2 separate regions of the Mus musculus genome follow, and region 2 is linked to region 1. The links are chromatin contacts, called in public HiChIP or PLAC-seq maps. All regions are on one chromosome and are shown on one strand. The core of a region is the stretch at or near the end of the contact, and the rest is flanking DNA. Distances in the headings are between cores, read along the strand shown. Region 1 holds the start of Armc9 (armadillo repeat containing 9). Region 2 overlaps Armc9 (armadillo repeat containing 9).

Evidence for each region. HiChIP or PLAC-seq counts read pairs in DNA pulled down with a chosen protein or histone mark.
Region 2: an H3K27ac HiChIP or PLAC-seq map of embryonic stem cells shows a contact between it and region 1, with 8 read pairs. The contact joins the enhancer-like site here to the promoter of Armc9 in region 1. A contact is called at or near these places in 3 of 484 Hi-C or Micro-C datasets (B cells, centrocytes and group 2 innate lymphoid cells), 2 of 115 datasets of contacts at active chromatin or transcription factors (both in embryonic stem cells) and 2 of 9 other capture datasets (adipose tissue and pancreatic islet).

What each region holds. Positions count from the first base shown.
Region 1 is chr1:86,153,481-86,156,215 of GRCm38.p6, forward strand. Armc9 (armadillo repeat containing 9) reads left to right here and starts at 1,300. Exons shown (of 25, transcript NM_030184.2): 1 at 1,300-1,363.
Region 2 is chr1:86,187,847-86,190,725 of GRCm38.p6, forward strand. It overlaps Armc9 (armadillo repeat containing 9), which reads left to right. Exons shown (of 25, transcript NM_030184.2): 11 at 1,031-1,142. Among named protein-coding and RNA genes, the nearest start is that of Armc9, 35 kb to the left of the region's middle. Within about 2 kb of position 1,380, at least 36 of the 459 cell types and tissues checked have an H3K27ac peak or open chromatin away from gene starts, as enhancers often do. A contact at or near this core is called in embryonic stem cells, where this site is marked.

The sequences.
Region 1 (2,735 bases), core at 50-2,549:
ACAGTTTTATGGGTCCTTCCCAGAACACAAAAGATGAGTTATTTGGGGAAACAAGGGTGTTGACTGCAGCAGTTTTGCAGGTGCACAGAATTCTGGAAAAGCACAACAGTGTTCACCTATAAAACACAGAGCCCGCCTGTTATTCATCCTGGAGACACAGGAATCAATCAGAGCACCTATGTGACTCACTTAGAATGATGCTGGGCACAAATATGGCGTATTCAGCAAATAAAAATTATCCGAAATGTAAATAAAATTGGCTGTTCTATATTTCATCTGATAACACTTGGCACACAGTTAACTGAGAATACTTCTAGGGGAAATTATTTTCAAGCTATATTACCTGGACAGGACATAGGACATAGTACTCTCTTCCTAAATATAGCCTTAGTTAGAAGACATCCTAACTCAAAGAGCATTGACAGAGCAGAGAGCTCAGGAGACAGGGCCTCTGCCCATCCTAGAGCAGCTGCTTCTTCTTTCTTCCTCCTCCTCCTCCTTTTTCCTCTTCCTCCTCCTCCTTCTTCAAAGGCGAGGGCACCTCCCTTCTCAAGTCCTCTGGACAGCCTTGGGAGGCTCCCACCTCTTTTTTTCTGTATAGCCCTGGCTGTCCTGGAACTCACTCTGTAGACCAGGCTGGCCTTGAACTCAGAAATCCGCCTGCCTCTGCCTCCCAAGTGCTGGGATTAAAGGTGTGCGCCACCACGCCCCGCGCAGCTCCCACGTTTTGAAGGCCTGGAAAGTGGTACTATAGAGACTTCTACCACAAAGCCTCAGCACTCCGAGGGGAAGGGAAGGGTTTTCTCTGGCCTTAAGCACTGACTTTGGACCAGAGATTAAAGAGTAGTAGCTCTGAATACACGCAGGGCAGTGGGCTGGCCAGAATTCTGAGTAGTATTTAATGCACGCTCCTTTACTAAATAAATAGGCCCTGGAATCAAACTCCCTTCGTCCGGCTTGGAGGAAAGCGCCTTTAGCTCTAAGCCATCTCGCTGGCCTCCGAATCTGTTTTGTTTTACAAACCTAAATTCATACGGGAAAGACAAAAGTGTCTCTAATACTTCCCGGAAGACTCTGTCGTAGGTGAAAGTGTGGTGCTCGGATCTTACATAGGCAGATCTGAGTTATCGTTCGTCTGCAGTCTAGACTAAAGTCACCCGCACGCCACACGCCTGTACGGCCTCACTTCCGGTACTCACCACGTATGGTACCTCCCACTCTCCCTCCCAGGATGCTCCACGTCGTCTTCGCCCAGCAAGATTGGCCGAGTCGCCTCACGTGACTTCGGCTAGCGGTAGCGGTTGCCCGGGTGACGGCCGGCGAGCTGGCGGTCTGGAGGAGTGAGCGCAGAGCCCTGCAGCAGGTAAGCGCGGCCCTCCTTGCGACTGCACCCTTGACACAGCCCTGGGATCATTGCATGGAGGGCTCGCCTTGTCGGACCCGGTTCCTTCCTGGCCAGGGCCCGAGGCGGCCGCTTGAGCATCCCATTGCTTCCCCCCAGGAGCCCCCGACTCCGCTGCGCTGCGGTGGGGTGGACTTGGAGTGGCCCCGGGCCTTCTCGCTGAGCATCTGCAGCAGGATCTCGTGGCCTGGGGCATTTAGCGCTCTCTCTCTCTCTCTCTCTCTCTCTCTCTCTCTCTCTCTCTCTCTCTCTCTCTCTCTCTCTCTTTCTCTCTCTCTTTCTCCCCCGCCCCCATAGTTTATTAGTAGTCTTCCTTCCCAGCGCCCAGGACACTCTCAGACTTCACTGAATCTAAGTGGAAGCATGTTATTTGCAGGACAAATTCATCTTCTCCTTATCCAGCCAGCTGTAGGCCTGAATCTCTCGCTGATGGAGAGATGGCATCGTCACCGCATGCAAAACACTACAAACAGTTTACTTCTTTCTTCACAAGGTAGATCCTTAGCCCAGAGGTTGTTTGGTCTAAGTTAACTGAGCTAAGGAGACAGGACATCCATCCAACACAGAGGGTTCAAGGGTTGCTTTGAACTCACAAGAGATATACACTTGCTGACCAAGCCTGATGACTTGGAACGCCAGGAACCACACTTCGGAAGGAGAGGCCCAACTCCTGCACATTCTCCTGAAATATCAGCATAGATTTAATCCTAGCTCTGGAGAGACTGTGAGTTTGCCCATGAGATGGGAAACTGTGCTAGTTAGGGTTTCTCTTGCTGTGATGAAGTAGTATGACCAGGAACAGCATAGGGGAAGAAAGGGTTTATTTTGCTTAAGATTCCACATCTTTGTTCATCAAAGGAAGTGAGGCAGGACAGGATCCCGGTTGTGTGAGCCGATATGGATGCTAAGGCCATGGAGGAGTGCTGCTAACTAACTGGCTGTCATCTTATGTACATCCTTATAGCCTCCATGAACTCAGAATTCCTGGTACCCTGACACGTTGCCTTAGTCAGTGTGGTTCCTACCGTCCCCTTTCTTCAAACCATTACTCTGTTTCTAATGAGATGGTGACCTGGGATTCCCTGAATCCCTTTCCATCCAGCTCCAGGCCTGTCTGAACCAGGCTGTCTAACAGGCATCTTGGGGCTTAACGCCACACACAATGCTTGCCTTGAGTTATGAAGGGGATTCTGATGCAGGAGCATCAGTGAGAGGACATTGAAGTCAACCAGTGGGGAGTTCCTCTGGGAATCCACAGCACAGACGACTGGAGAGTAATGGGCCAGAAGAGGTGTTTTCCCAAGTCTCTCTGGGTGGGTACCTTTAAGCAGAG
Region 2 (2,879 bases), core at 130-2,629, 34 kb after region 1:
TATTTTTATTGTTAAACAAAAGCTGTTGGGGGGGGGTGTAAAACAAGTTCCTCATCCCAGAGTCCCTAATCTAATCTGTTTTTCCTGAAGGAAAACCTCGGGCCTCTGCAACTTTAGTCCCATTGTGTAGTGTTTGCAGTGCGTAACAATAGAAGACCTTCCAGGTGTGCCAGGAGTGTCCCCTGACCAAGGTCATGCAAAGACTGAAAAGCTCCTTCAGAACAATAAGTCCATAGACAACAGAAAACAATCACTGATTTCTACAATGATTTCTTCAAGGTCAAGGCACTTCCAGAAAACTACTGTCACTGATGTCTACCCTAGTCACTGATGTCTACCCTGGAGACAGTGAAAAGCAACTGTTTCCTTCTGAGGTTTACCCTAGAGTGATTCTACTAGCATTCCTATGACAGGGTTCCCAGAAATTGGAGTTACAGATGGTTGTGAGCCACCATATTAGTGCTAGGAATGGAACCTTTATCCTCTGTAAGAGCAGCAAGTACCCTTAACTGCTGAGCCATGTCTCCAGCCCTCCACGAGACTTCCCAGTGTTAATATTTTACACAAGCCCTATGCAGTTAGCAAACTCAAAAAGTCAGCATGGGTTTAGGGAGTTGGACTTACGTGACTGACACAGCCTATAATCACTGTACTTGGGAGGCTGAGGTGGGAGGGTCAGCCTGGGCCACACAGTGAGACTCTGTTTGAACACAGAAACTAAAACAAAACCTAGTATGTAATTTTTTTCTTATTATGTAAGTAATTCATGCTTATTACAGAAAATTTGCATACCACTGAAATCTAAGAAGAATTAAATTTAGCTACATAAAATCCATCCAGCATTACAGGCAGGGCTGATCTGGCTGACACTGGAATTCTGGGAGCTGAGTTGGGTGGCAGTTGGGCCACTTCAGGATCCTTTGGTCTAAGCAGGTGTCCTGACTGATTGATGCTCAGGAGATGTAATGGCATGCCCGCCCTTTGCCCCTTTCTTCTCTTTGAACTTGCTGCGGTGCTGGGTGCTTCGCAGGAAGCTGAAGGATGTCCCGCTACTGCCCTCCCTGGATTATGAGAAGCTGAAGAAGGATTTGATCTGGGGGAGTGACCGCTTGAAAGCCTTCTTGTTGCAGGCTCTGCGCTGGGTAGGTACCTTCCCCTTGAAGTTAAAAACAAAAAGCAGAGAGGCCAAGCCAACACTGCTTTTCTTGATTGGCGACCTGGTAACTTGGCTGGAATCACGTAACCCCTGTACTAAAAATCCCTTCCTGCTACCTGCCAACACCAAGACCTGAGGTCAAAAGCTGCTCACTGGCTCCAGCCAGGTGTGGGAGCACCAGCCTTTTACTCCAGTTTACAGAAGGCAGGGGGAGCTAGAGGTCTGTAAATTCAGGACCAGCCTGCTCTACACAGCAGGAGCTAGACCAGCCAAGGCTACATCGTAAGGCCCTTCCCCCAACCCCAGCAAGAAAATCAGCTCCTGAAACAGGCCTTAGTCTTACTGTGACACATTCTATATTGTTGTCAACTGACGTCACCTGTCACCTTCATGTGTGATGTGGCAGCCACCCCTGCCTGGTCACATGCTGTATTCAACTTGGGGCCTGCATTTTAGTTAGAGTATGTAGGCAGGCCCAGCCAATCACGACTCCAGAGAGCCCTGGGAACAGATACTGATCAGTAGCCACACTGGGTAGGCCTCAGGACAAACACAAGTCTCATCTGGGTTCCCATGCCTCCTCAGTCTGGGTTGACCGGTTGCAGCCTGGGTCAGTTTTCAAGCATTCCAGACCCCTCTGCATTTTCAAGTTATATGCCCAGAGTTCTCTGAACTACACTTTGAGAATCTTTCACCAAACAATCCTTTCAAACTCACCCCAGAGTACTGTCAGGCTCCTTGGTGGATCCCCATAGTTCAGAGAACCCTGGGGCCAGAATTCTTCAAGTAGCCTCACTACCCTTGAGTAGAAATAGTCCTCAGCGGTGCTTAGCATCCTAACCTGGCCTCATTGGGAACTACGAGGGATACTGGGGACCCAAGGGAACCCTGCGGTCTCTGCTTTGGTTTGTAAGGGCCTGTTGACCAGGTGGGTGGGCAGGGAGAGTGATCAACCAGGACTGCCCACCCTGGTCTGCTCATGTTACCACACTCACCCTGCTTGGCCACCCAGCTGGGATGCAGTCCATTCACTCCCTGGGCTTCTTGCTGAGAAAGGGCTTCCCTTAGAGGAGAAAACTTTAATAATCAGATAATCAGAAAAGGATTGCTTTGCCTTTGTTTCTCTCCAGTTCCCATGCACCCTCATGGCTCCATAGTAATTTCCCCAAGTGACATTTTAAGTAGTCCTTTAGCAGCCCCATCTTCTGTGGTGATCAGGTCAGTTAATAGTTCTTCCCTCCCTCTGAAGGCCTTTCCTTCTTCCTGTCTGTGGTGTCTATTGGCTGTGGCCTGGCTTTTGCCCATGCTGCAAACCAGGATGTGTCAAGCACACCACATTGTCCTCAGGCAGAAGCCGATTCTGAACCACAAGGTGTTTATTTTCCTGGAAAAGCAATCACATTTGCTCTTGTCAGGTACACAGCTTTCTCCTGTCCTAACACAGACTGCCATGTGCAGCGTGGGCAAGGGCCAGGTCAGAGCCAGGAGACACAAAGACAGGAGGAAGGAGAGGCCTTCAGAGGGAAGGAGGAGCTGCTAGCTGACCAGATCACCACTGAAGAGGGATTGCTAAAGGACTGTGCCAAAAATGTCGCATGGAGGATTGCTGTGGAGCCACATACTTCCCTCCAAATCTTCTTCCTTATGGACATTACATGAATTCATATAGCAGCATAACAAATTGAATGCCTTCCCAGATTCTAACCAGCTAGGCAACCTCTCT